2 separate regions of the Mus musculus genome follow, and region 1 is linked to region 2. The links are chromatin contacts, called in public promoter capture Hi-C maps. All regions are on one chromosome and are shown on one strand. The core of a region is the stretch at or near the end of the contact, and the rest is flanking DNA. Distances in the headings are between cores, read along the strand shown.

Region 1 (6,181 bases), core at 279-2,778, 170 kb before region 2:
GGCTAGCCTGGTTTACAAAGTGAGTTCCAGAACAGCCTGGGCTATACAGAGAAACCCTGTCTCGAAAAACCAAAAAAAAAAAAAAAAAAAAAAAACTTTTTAAGTTCTAAGTCTATGGATCTAATTTTAACTAAATCCAGTTATAGATACCCTATTATACTACAGTATTTTACTGTTCAAGGTCAAAGTTCCTGCTAGAAATAGAAAAACTTGCTTAAGTAAATAATTTAATATAGCTTAAAGAAAATTTATTTGGTTTGGTTTTTAGGGAGAGTCTTGCTGGGGAACCCAGGCTGACCTCGAATTAGGAATCTTCCTATTTGAGTGTCCCAGGTACTAGGATCACAAGTGTGTATCAGCTGCCATGCTTGGCCTTTGTATGGAGATCAGGAGAGAATGTAGAAAAAATAAAAGGAAGCAGCAGTAAAGCAAGCGGGTGAGTTAAGGGGAGGCTTCCAAAGGACTCCAATCGTATGAAAATCACACAGAACTTCTATTTATCAAGAATTACTAGGAACTATAGCTGTCAATACTGGCTGAGACACATTGTGGCCTATGTCTGAATAGACTGACAGTGTTTAGATTCTTGTTTCAGGACTTCATTCATACCTCCTCTTGTTTACCTCAAATGAGATGTTAAAATGCAGCCTCTGGGGGTCTGGAGAGATGGCTCTGACTGTGCTTCCAGAGGTCCTGAGTTCAATTCCCAGCAACCATATGGTGGCTCGCAACCATCTGTAATGGAATCTAATGCCCTCTTCTGGTATGTCTGAAGAGAGTGACAGTGCACTCACATATATTAAATCAATCAATCAATCAATCTTTTTTTTTTTTTAATGCAGCCTTGGGGCTGGAGAGATGGCTCAGCAGTTAAGAGCACTGATTGCTCTTCTGAAGGTTGTGAGTCTGAAGGCCCTGAGTTCAAATCCCAGCAACCACATGATGGCTCACAACCATCCGTAATGAGATCTAATGCCCTCTTCTGGGGTGTCTGAAGACAGCTACAGTGTACTTACATATAATAAATCAATAAATCTTTAAAATAAAATAAAATAAAAATGCAGCCTTTATAGAGCTGGGCATGGCATGTTGCTCACCTGAAATATCTACTCAAAAGGTAGAGGGTCGGTTGAGCCTAGGAGTTGCAGATCAGTCTGGTCAACAAAATAGGATCCCTTTCAAAAATACAAAGAAAATACTGAATCCAGTCTTAGAGAACAGTTATATCCATCAGTTGTGTGTAATGAGAGTTTTACAAAGTTCAGAGCTTAAATTTAATAATCTGAGCATCAACAAGAACAACAACAAAAAAGCATTGAGTCTGGCAGAGTTTTAGTCCAACCCTCCCTTTTTTAAGGCATTTGAAGGGGCTAGATTGGTGACCCAGCAGTTAAAAGCACTTGCCACTTTGCCTATTCTTTCAAGAGAATCCAAGTTTGGTAGTCAGCATCCATGTTGATTGGCTTACTCCGGCTAAGCCTGTCTCTAGCAGTCTGGCTCCCTCTTCTGGCCTAAACTCTGCACTACTCATACACATGCCCTTATACACAATTAAAAATAAGGTGCCCCACCCCTTTCTTTTTAAGGCAAGGTGACAGTTCCTGCCTATAAATGCCAAGCACTCAGAAGGCTGGAACAAGGTCGAGTTTGAGAGCAGTCTGGGCTATAGAGTAAGACCTTGTCTCAAACAACACCACTGACAAAATAGAATAATTTGGTTGGGTAGGTGTCAAAACACTATACTGATTGGAACTCTGCAACACTGGAGAACTTAGCACGTATGTCCTAGTGGCTAAGTTGCAGGTGGAATCAAAAGGAAGCAGTTTATTCTTTTATGCAGAAAGAAATTATATATTGTTACAATCTATCTGCTTCTCAGAAATAGTGAATGATGCTATAGCCATAACTACATATTTCCTTGAAGAAAAGTCCATTTTAGTGCGGTGATGAAGAACTTTCAACATTCTAAAATGTTAAGTTTTACAGTGTTGAAGAATCATAGAGTATAGAGTTAGAATGGGATTAATTGGGGAAAAAACTAGAGCATTTAAAGAGTATGAGTTTATGGATAAAGTAAATCAGCATGGAATATATATAACAAAAAGGCAGAAGGTGAAACTGTATAGTATGGCTCCATTCATAGAAGTAGCTTATTGCAAAGGGCTTTTGTTTTTTGTTTTGGGGGTTTGTTTGTTTGTTTTTTGTTTTGTTTTGTTTTGTTTTTTTCCAGACAGAGTTTCTCTGTTTGCCCTGACTGTCCTGGAACTCACTCTGTGCCACCACTGCCTGGCGCAAAGAGTTCTTAAAAGTACATTCTAAGCTGCTGTGAACAGAACACTAGAAAGATGATGACAATCAACTGGAAGAATTTAATTGGACTTTATTGCTTTGTTTATATCTGTTTTGGTTTATTTTGCTGATAAAGAATCCTCAGTGTGTATACACATATGAACCAATCATACTTTGCAACATTAAGTTAAATTATATATTATATAAAATATATCTATCAAATTGTTAAAATTAATAATAAGACTGAAAGTGGATTTCAAACATAGTAGCTAGTCACAAATCTATGAAATTCATTTATTCTGGTACTAGTCTTGTTCCCTGGGGCCTTCAAGTCCATTTGTAGAATGGGCATTCAAGTAGGCTAAGTACATATATTGTGCATTTCCTATGCACAAGGCTCAGAGCAAACTCTGAGGGAAGATGAGAGAGTTTATCCTAAATAAGGAGGAAGTACCAGTCTTCTCATTTCACCAGCTAAAACTGTCCTGGTAGATGAATCAAATTGATTATAATAACATTCCATAAATACTAACAGCTTTCAGTTTATTAATTGGGAAATCATTCTTTGTGGTAAATCCATGCTACTCTAAGCTTTTAAAAGTTTATCTTTTATCTAAAAATTTACACTAAGCTCTACCCCATTACTGAATCAGAATGGTGGTAGCAAATAACCACGGAAATAGTAGTTATCTGGGGCTGGAGAAATGGCTCAGTTTTTAGGAGCACTGACTGCTGTTTCAGAGAACCCAGGTTCCAGTACCAGCACCCATAAGGCAACTCACAACCACATTTGTAATTCCAATTCCAGGGAATCCAATGGCTTCTGTTTACCTCAATTACCAGGCATGTAGTAGGTGTATATACATACAGGGAAAGCATGTATACACAAAGTAAAAGTAAAATAAAACAAAATACAACAAATTTTCATTTGCAATTTTCACTAACAAGATGCTATGTGTGTGTTTTAAAAGGTTATGTTCTTCTTCCTGGGCTGTTTTGTGGTGGTGGTGGTGGTGGTGGTGGTTTCCAAGACAGGGTTTCTCTGTATAGCCCTGACTGTCCTGAAACTCACTAGGTAGACCAGGCTAGCCTTGAACTCACAGAGATCCTCCTGCCTCTGCCTCCCAAGTGTTGAGATTAAAGAAGTATGCCACCACTGCCAGCTCCTCCTTAGCTTTTGAGGTAGGGTCTCATTGTGAAGCCTAAGTAGGCCCTGAAGTACATTCTCGTTTCATCTTTTTTTTTTTTAAAGATTTATTTATTATTATATGTAAGTACACTGTAGCTGTCTTCAGATACTCCAGAAGAGGGCATCAGATTTCGTTAAGGATGGTTGTGAGCCACCATGTGGTTGCTGGGATTTGAACTTGGGACCTTCGGAAGAGCAGTCGGTGCTCTTAACCACTGAGCCATCTCGCCAGCCCTTGTTTCATCTTCTTAAATGCAAGCATTGCACGTATTTGCCACCATGCCTAGTTTACTCATTTTTTTTTTGTCAGCCACCGTTTATTGTTAATTACAGAAGAGGGCAAATTAGGCCATTAAATATGTAACTTGAAAATTAATTGAAGTAAGTTTCGAAGTGGCATGTCTTTTTCCTTTTTTTTTTTTTTTTTTTTAATTTTTTTCAGGTAGATTTTGCTATAACCAATTTTCCTTGAGGTAATATGTTTTTCTAAAGTACTTTAGCATTCTTCTAGGATAGATAGCACTGAAGATAAGCATTTTTAAAGAAACTTCTCAATAGCTAGATCAGTGTGTTGGGGGGGTTGTTATTTGCTTTTTCTTTTTTAGAATTATTTATATATATGGGTACACTGTGACTGTCTTCAGACACACCAGAAGAGGGCATCAGACCCCATTATAGATGGTCGTGAGCTACCATGTGGTTGCTGGGAATTGAACTCGGGACTTCTGGAAGAGCAGTCAGTGCTCTTAACCACTGAGCCGTCTCTCTAGCCCCAGCTAGATCATTATTAAACAAAACTTTTCATATGAAATAAACTGAATATACTTGGAACTGGAATCTTAAAATGAAAATGCAAAGAAGCAGTCTGAGGTCAGCATGCCCATGTGAGCATTTCCTGGAAGAACTCAATCAAGAACACAGAAGTATCTCTTTGATTCTGTAAACTACTATGAGAATAAGCACATGCCACATGTTAAGGGTCCAGGAGGATCACTCTAAGCCCCCACGGGTTGGAGCTAAGCCTGGGTAGGCAACATGGAGGGAAACGGTCTGGCAGAAAGTACATTCACAAACACAGCCCTTGATGCTAGCTCAGATCCCAGAAAGCCTGTTAGGCCACTTTATTCCAGAAACTCACGATAATGATGCTTTCTGCCAAACTTGACAACCTCCATTCAGGGACCCATATGATAAAAGTTGTCCTCTGACATCCACCGCACACATAAATAAATATAATTTTAAAAAACCAGAATGGTAGTGAAAGCTAGATGTTTATTTATGTCAAAATAGTACCAGCAGTTATATTAAGAGGATCTGGAAAATGCGAATTCTGCTGCTCCTTCGCCTCCTTTTCCTGCTCGGCTTCTCTTCCTATGCTGACACTCGTGTGTAGGCCTCTGGCCTAAGTGAAGCTCCCCTTTCTGCTGTAGCCCATGAGTAAGTGAGCACGTTTTGAGCTTCAGTCTGGCTCGAGGACCTCTAGACAGAATAGATGATGTGAAGTGTCAATAGGGTGAAGGGCTGTTTGCTTCATGGGGAATATCAATAACGTAGTCACACCTATATTTCCTGCACCTAAAAACTGAGACAGTAGGATTAAGAATGAGGCAGGCAAAGCTGATTTAGAAACAGAAATCTGGCAGAGTGGTGTCTGGAATGTGAGGCATTCTCTTGGGCAGAGGAGACTACTGCTGCTGGGAAGGAAGGCCTATTCCCTGACTCCCTGTATCTTGTATAGAGTCAAGAGGATCAAGTGTTCTGACCAGAGAAGCTTGATTTGTTCACAGTGGAGTTGCTAAAAGATTGCTGCAGATTGTGTAGAGTTAAAATATGCTGATGGTTCCCTGTCACAACCAAAAGTAGGCATGTACTGTATTTGTGGTTGATGGGAACAGCCATATTTTATCTTTGTGTAACCTGTAATACCATTTCTGAAGGTGTTGATATAAATACTTGCTGGTGGGATGGAGCTATGTGAGTGTGGACAGGTGTGAAACAGACAGTTAACTTAGGAAGGGCTGGGGGAAAGCAAGCTGCTGGCAGCTTCCTCCTCAAAGGCAGGACTCTTGTTGGGATCCCAGAGAGGAATGAAATCTGTGAACTGTCAGTGAGAGAGCTCTGGTTATAGCAATAAGTGACAACGAGTGGAATGGGATGAGGCTACTGTCAAGGTATCTAGGTATACATAGCCTGTGGATCGGGTTAAAGCCTTCCCTTCCACAGCCGCCTCCTGAAGTCTGCTGCCAAGAGCCCTCCCGGGGCTCGCCCTGGGTTCTCCTGTTGCAGTGTTGGAGCGAAGGATCTGGGGCTTTAGCTGGCCAAGCTCCCTCCCCCAGCTATGCTTCCTCCAATCACGAGGAGGTGAGCGGCTGCCAAACACCTCCCCTCTGGGTGCTGCAGCAGAACGGCCAGGCCCTCTGCCTGGCTGGCTCGCTCGAGCTGCGCTCCCCCTCCTGCCATCTTCCGTTGCAAAGCATTTCTGGGAGCTGCATGTGGGTGACGCAGCAGCATTGTTCGCAGGCACAGGAAGCCGCGGCTGAGCTGAAGGGCTTTAGAAGGAGCTCAGAGTGCTCCACGCTGTTCTGAGTAGCCTGACGGGCTATAGCAGGACTGCCCTACCTTACATGCTCTGGGAGATTCGGGATTTTCACGAAAATCAGGATTTTCCTAGAAGCAGAAAAGCTAACTCCTTCCGCACAACTT
Region 2 (6,085 bases), core at 3,040-5,539:
TGAAGCTGAATTCCTGCAGCTTGGCACATAGGCTCCTCCAGGAACACAATAAAGTGCTCTATGAACACTTTATTGATGTCAAGATATGTTTATAAGTTTATTGAGTTTTTTTCGGTTTTTGTTTTTTTCAAGATAGGATTTCTCTGTGTAGCCCTGGCTGTTCTGGAACTCACTCTGTAGACCAGGCTGGCCTTAAACTCAGAAATCCACCTGCCTCTGCCTCCCAAGTGCTAGGATTAAAGGCGTGTGCCACCACTGCCCAGCAAGTTTATTGTTTGAAAAAGGCAGGGACTCACATTGTAGGATCGGGAGTTAGCCAGGCAGCAGACATCATTCCTGTTGAAAGAGATAAGAAAGCTGAGTCTCAGGCTGGCTCCAGTCCACCACAGTGGCCTCTTTGCCCGCGTTCCACCATGCACAGTCCCTGGGGAATTCTCAACAGCCCTGGCATCCCAATTCCTACCTGATAGTGTGCGTGCCAGTTGCAGGACTGACAGATTCCTGGTTACCTTACACACAGCCACTTCTGCTCCCTCATCAGTGGCTGCTTGTGCCTTGAGTAGCAGCTGCCTTGTGTCTCTGCTCACCAAGCAGAACACAAGCTTTGGGGAGCTAGGGCTCCTCAGGAGTCCTGCACATCACATTACAGTGTTAGAACATGTGGAAGGAATGACAAGCAAGCCACCTGCCTCCAGCCCCCAGCCCTGATGGCTGGCCTCCGAGCAAGCCACCTGCCTCTAGCCCCCAGCCCTGATGGCTGGCCTCCGAGCCCTACAGCCCTGATGGCTGGCCTCCGAGCCCTACAGCCCTGATGGCTGGCCTCCAAGCCCTACAGGAGAGCTGCCTGTGAGCTTGCTCTAATGAGCCCTCTGCTGTGCTCTTCGTGCACCCTGCTCCTCTCACTTGGCCCACCCTTTCCTCCTGAAGCCTTTTTTCTTCTGATTTTCCTCCCATCCAGGCTGAAGTAGGTGTCTCACCTCTCTACATTTATATAAGTCGTCAATAAACATATATTGAGCACCTGGTGTCTACCCTGTAGAAACCCATCCTGTATCGTCCATGACCCAACACACCTGCTCACATGAATGTCCCTCCGGTTTGTTTCAGCTGCACCTGGTGGAATCAGACCCCAACCACTTTGCATCCCAACTGGTACAGACCTTTATCCACTTTGATGTGACTGAGCACCGGAGGGATGAGGAGAATGCGCTGCTGCTGGCTGAGCTGGTACGGGCCCGGAACCTGAAGCTAGATGGCTGCTTCTCCTTCTGGGATGACTGCTTGGTGCTTACTGCTCTCCTCTGCCGTGAGCTGGGTCTGCCCTGCAGCCCCCCAGCTGCCATGTGCTTGGCAAAGCAGAAGAGCCGCACACAGCTACATCTGTTGCGGTGCCAGGGCCCACCCTGGCCTTCGACCTCTCTCCATGCTGTGGCCTGTTGCCCATTGGAGAATGAGGCTGATGTGGAGAGAGCCATTTACCAGGTACCCCTGCCAGGTGTGATGAAACTGGAATTTGGGTCAGGAGCAGTAGGCGTGCAGCTGGTGAAGGATGGGCCCCAGTGCCGTGAGCACTTTTCCCGGATCCTCCATGACCTGCAGGGTGAGGCTGACCACCCTGGCATCGGGCTGGGCTGGGGCAATGCTATGCTGCTGATGGAGTTTGTTGAGGGCACAGAGCATGACGTGGACCTGGTGGTGTTCGGTGGACGGTTGCTGGCTGCTTTCGTCTCCGATAATGGCCCCACAAGGCTGCCTGGCTTCACAGAGACTGCAGCCTGCATGCCCACTGGGCTAGCACCAGAGCAGGAGGCCCAGGTGGTGCAGGCAGCCTTTCGCTGCTGCCTGGGCTGTGGGCTGCTGGATGGGGTTTTCAATGTGGAGCTCAAGATGACTGGGGCTGGGCCAAGGCTCATCGAGATTAACCCTCGAATGGGAGGCTTCTACCTTCGAGACTGGATCCTAGAGCTCTATGGTGTGGATTTGCTTCTGGCTTCTACAATGGTGGCCTGTGGCCTGCAGCCTGCCTTGCCTGCTCACCCTCGTGCCCGTGGCTACCTAGTGGGCATCATGTGCCTGGTGTCCCAGCACCTACAGCTGCTGAGTTCCCCGAGCAGTAGAGAGACTCTGCAAACCCTCCATGACCAGGGGCAATTACGACTCAACCTGCTGGAGGAGGCCCTGATACCTGGCCAGTATGAGGAGCCCTACTGCAATGTGGCCTGTGCTGGGCCCAGCCCTGCTGAGGCCTGTCACCGCCTGCTAGGCATCTGTCAGGGCTTGGGCATTGACAGGCCCAACTACCCTGTTGCCCATTTCCTGTCTCATTTCAAATAGCACTGGGGTCAAGGAGCAGCAGGGATGCAGTGCCAGGAGGAGGGGCCGTGGGGCTATATTTCCCTGTCCCTCTCTCTGTCACTTTGCCCCAACCCAGGGTCAGCATGCTACCACAACTCAGGCCTATTCCAGAACAGTAGAGCCATTGTGACACCAAAGTCTTCTGGATTCAAGGACCATAAAACAAGTATCTGGAATTTGCTGGGTCCTCTTGCCTTCCAGAAAGCCTCCATCTAGCCCCAGGTACCCCCAGGACTCCAGCCTTTAAAGAACTAACAAATAGCAGCTTCTTCACTGGCACATCAGTGCCCAGCCCAGATGGGGGTGGGTGAAACCCAGGCTCCTCCTCTCTTACCCCTCCACCGCCTAGGTCCAGCTCTTCCTGTCACCTACACAAGGAGAGAACCTTCACCAGCCCCTAGCCTTGGACAAAGGCCATGAAATGGGAGATTAGCACACTAGCCTTTATGCAAAACCCAGGACAGTTGTAGAGCCTGCTGAAAATGTCTGGCCGTGCTTCACTGTGTCTGTTGGCCTGAGCAGTAGAAGCAAATGTCTGTGCTCAGCACTAGGAGTAAACATTTCCCTTCATGCTTTCAGGCAGACCCTAGTGCCCCTATGTTACAGATGAGGAAGCAGGCTCAGAGAGAGAAAAAAAAAAAAAGACTGCCTCCAAGTTCCTATTATAGTGGATGTAGACAGAATGCCAAGGCCAACCTTCTCTGTTTACTGTTTTAAACGCTCAGTTAGCCTCCAGGTCCTCTCTCCTTTCTATCTTCATTTATAGGCAGCACTCAGACTCCTAAACACCTGCCTCCCATACACCACACACGATCTCTACCAGCTTTGTTGCTTTGGCCTCTGGCATTCCTAGCTAGCTTGGCCCTGGGACTTCTGTGTACACCTTTCCTCATTTTAGGGAGCTAGCTACTCTGAAAACACCTGTCTTTGCTCAGGAGCCGAGGACAGCTCCTGAAACCTGCCTACCTAAATAAAGACTTGTTAACTAGTGAAGTATCCGGAGTCCAGTGTTTTAGCTAGTGCTCCCCTCCCAGGTTCAGTAGGTGGGGAGCTGGGAAGTGGGAGGGAGAGGTAGAAAGCACCCCATTGGCTGGGCCCCAGGGTTGACCTTTGCTACGGGCTTACCTTATATCTACATGTATGTTTGAGATTTTTTTTTCTTGAATTATAATCCTAAATCATATTCAGGCAGTAATCCCTCTGCAGACCTGGATACCCCTAAATTTTGTTCATCTGAGTTCATATCCTATACCTCAGTGGGCATCCCGTGTGCAATGGAAAAGCTATCCAGACAGACTCCAATAGAAATGGACAGGCTTCGTTTGGGATCGAACCCCAGCAGTCACTTGCCATTTGTATGGCAAGTGATTTTACCCGCTGAACCATCTCGCCAGTTCTCATCCATCCTTTCAACTATATTCTATTAAAATATCTATTCTGAACTAGGCAGCTCAAATACTCGGTATGCATACATTAGCAAAAGTCCATATTTAGGTGTGTTGAGCCCTTCAGAAAGGGAGCCTTGAAACAAAGCCCAGGCAGTCGCCCAGAAAATGTCAGACCTGCAGGGTCTGTGAGCTTCAGGGAGGTTGTATGGAGTGTCCCTAATACAGCTTACTGTCCCCTAATACAACCGAACAGACACAAGTTTTCTTTCTGGGCAGCTCACAGCACTAAGAAGGGCTGAGGAGTTGCCACTTAAACGTTCATGCATCTGTAATTCTGCCCATTAAATCTTGAACTTGCTCCAGAGTCAAAATGGGAGCCTCTGTGCGCGCGGCTCGGGGCGAGAGCTGGCCCAGGAGAAACCGACAAGGAAGATGGTCTAGTAAAGCCTATTCTATTCATAAGGCTTGCAGGATGGGAGGTCCAGATGTCTGGAACTACGACTCCCGAGAGGCTTTCCGACAGGCGCCATCTTTTCTTCCCACTCGACTTGAGAGTGGGTGAAGCTATTGCGTCAACAGAGCGAGCGGCTGCTGTCGCGGAGAAATGACGTAGGCACAGCCCGGTGCTGTCAGTCAGAGTTCTGCCTGGTCCGGGCCAAGGGTCCCGCGGGACCGGCGGGGCCATGGCGGCCGTATTTGATTTAGACTTGGAGACCGAGGAAGGGAGCGAGGGCGAGGGCGAACCGGAGTTCAGCCCTGCGGTGAGTGTTTCTCTCCGGGCGCGACTGGACCCGGGAGCCCGGCTGGTTAACCAAAACCCTGGCGCTCCCAACTCTGAGTGGTTTGTGACCCCTACAAACCCAGATCCAGCCCCAACCCCAACCCCAGCCCCAGCCCCTGGACCCAATCTTTCCTTTTCTATCCTTGGTCTCTCCTTCCCAACCTTTCCCCATCCCTGCTCCTGTCTTCTATCCTTGGTCCTCTCCCCTGGGCCAAGCAGTTGAGCCTAGGTTGGGAGGAGGTATTCTGGCACCTCCCATGGTTCTTATTACTTGGTTTCTCACAGGACGTGTGTCCCCTTGGCGAATTAAGGGCTGCTGGCCTGGAGTGAGTGAGGGTCTTGCTTGGGGGGTGGGGGTATGGAGTAGGGGTCGGGACTTGGAGTACACTAGAGCCTTTCCCTCATTAACTTATTCTGTCTTTAGGACAGTGGGACACTATGAAGAAGTAGAGCTGACAGAGAGCAGCGTGAACCTGGGTCCTGAGCGCATCGGGCCCCACTGCTTTGAGCTACTGAGTGTACTGGGCAAGGGGGGCTATGGCAAGGTACTAACATCCCTCTCTCCCTGGCGACCTCAGCTCTAGCCTGAGACAGCATACTATCCTTCACACCCAATAGGCTTGTAAATGTACGGAGTCTCTGATGGAATTCAGAGCTGGAGACCTGGGGGAAGGAAGGGCATATCCTTTCAAAATCTGATGGAGATCTTTACTGTTCCACCCTTAAGCTGAGTTTAGACCTTTTGGTCCCTTTAGGGTGGGGCAACCTTGAAGGTGGGGTGTGGTCAGAGAAGTTAATCCTGTCTCCCCTGCCCTACAGGTGTTCCAGGTGAGAAAAGTGCAAGGCACCAACTTGGGAAAAATATATGCCATGAAGGTCTTAAGGAAGGTGAGTCACTCGCTTAGCCAGCAGAGACAGAGTAGCTGCCATCCCCATCAGCCTGTGCCAGGTCTCGGGAAGACAGCCGGAAACATGATAAAGACAGTCCTTATCTTGACACTTGCTGACTTAGCATCTATTGTCATACATACGATTTTGGAGTAATTCTTGGATGGAAGAAGCTGGCCTGCTAGGGCACATATGGCAAGCTTTGATTGTCAGGACTCATGAGGACAGGCAGTACTGTTGGCATTCTGTGAATAGAAGCCCAGGATGCAGCGCAACAGGAACCCACGACAAAGAATTGTGTGGCTCAGTGTGTCAGCAGGGTCAAGTTGAGCTGAACTTGGTAGGATACTGTGTAGTCTCAGGACTTGAATGGGTAAAGCCGGAGGATCTGAGTGGTGGTAGGCCAGCACACCAGGGGCTACATAATGATACCTTGTCTCAAAGAACACAAGAAAGTATCAAGGGTGAGAGACTGAGAGGATAAACCGGTTCCGGAAAAGTTTACTGTTTTTAAGTCACTTCCTCTCAGGAGACAAGGTCTCACTGAAGCTGGGCTGGAGACCCAGTGGTGCTTCTGTGCCCCTCCCACAGGGCACAGGCACGCACAGCCATCGTTGGCTTTTTATATTGCTACTGAAGATTTGAACTCAGATCTTTATGCTTTCATAGTTCA

The links. Promoter capture Hi-C pulls out the DNA fragments that hold promoters and counts their contacts.
Region 1: a contact with region 2 is called in a promoter capture Hi-C map of neural stem cells. A contact is called at or near these places in 2 of 39 promoter capture datasets (the C10 cell line and neural stem cells), 1 of 130 datasets of targeted methods (pancreatic cancer cells) and 3 of 9 other capture datasets (adipose tissue, liver and pancreatic islet).

The regions. Positions count from the first base shown.
Region 1 is chr19:4,333,723-4,339,903 of GRCm38.p6, reverse strand. All of the region lies in intron 12 of Kdm2a (lysine (K)-specific demethylase 2A), which reads left to right. Among named protein-coding and RNA genes, the nearest start is that of Grk2, 31 kb to the right of the region's middle.
Region 2 is chr19:4,161,587-4,167,671 of GRCm38.p6, reverse strand. It overlaps Rps6kb2 (ribosomal protein S6 kinase, polypeptide 2), which reads left to right and starts at 4,289. Exons shown (of 15, transcript NM_021485.3): 1 at 4,289-4,504; 2 at 4,810-4,850; 3 at 4,949-5,069; 4 at 5,344-5,412. The coding sequence starts at 4,427. It overlaps Carns1 (carnosine synthase 1), which reads left to right. Exons shown (of 10, transcript NM_134148.2): 10 at 1,108-3,348. The coding sequence ends at 2,334.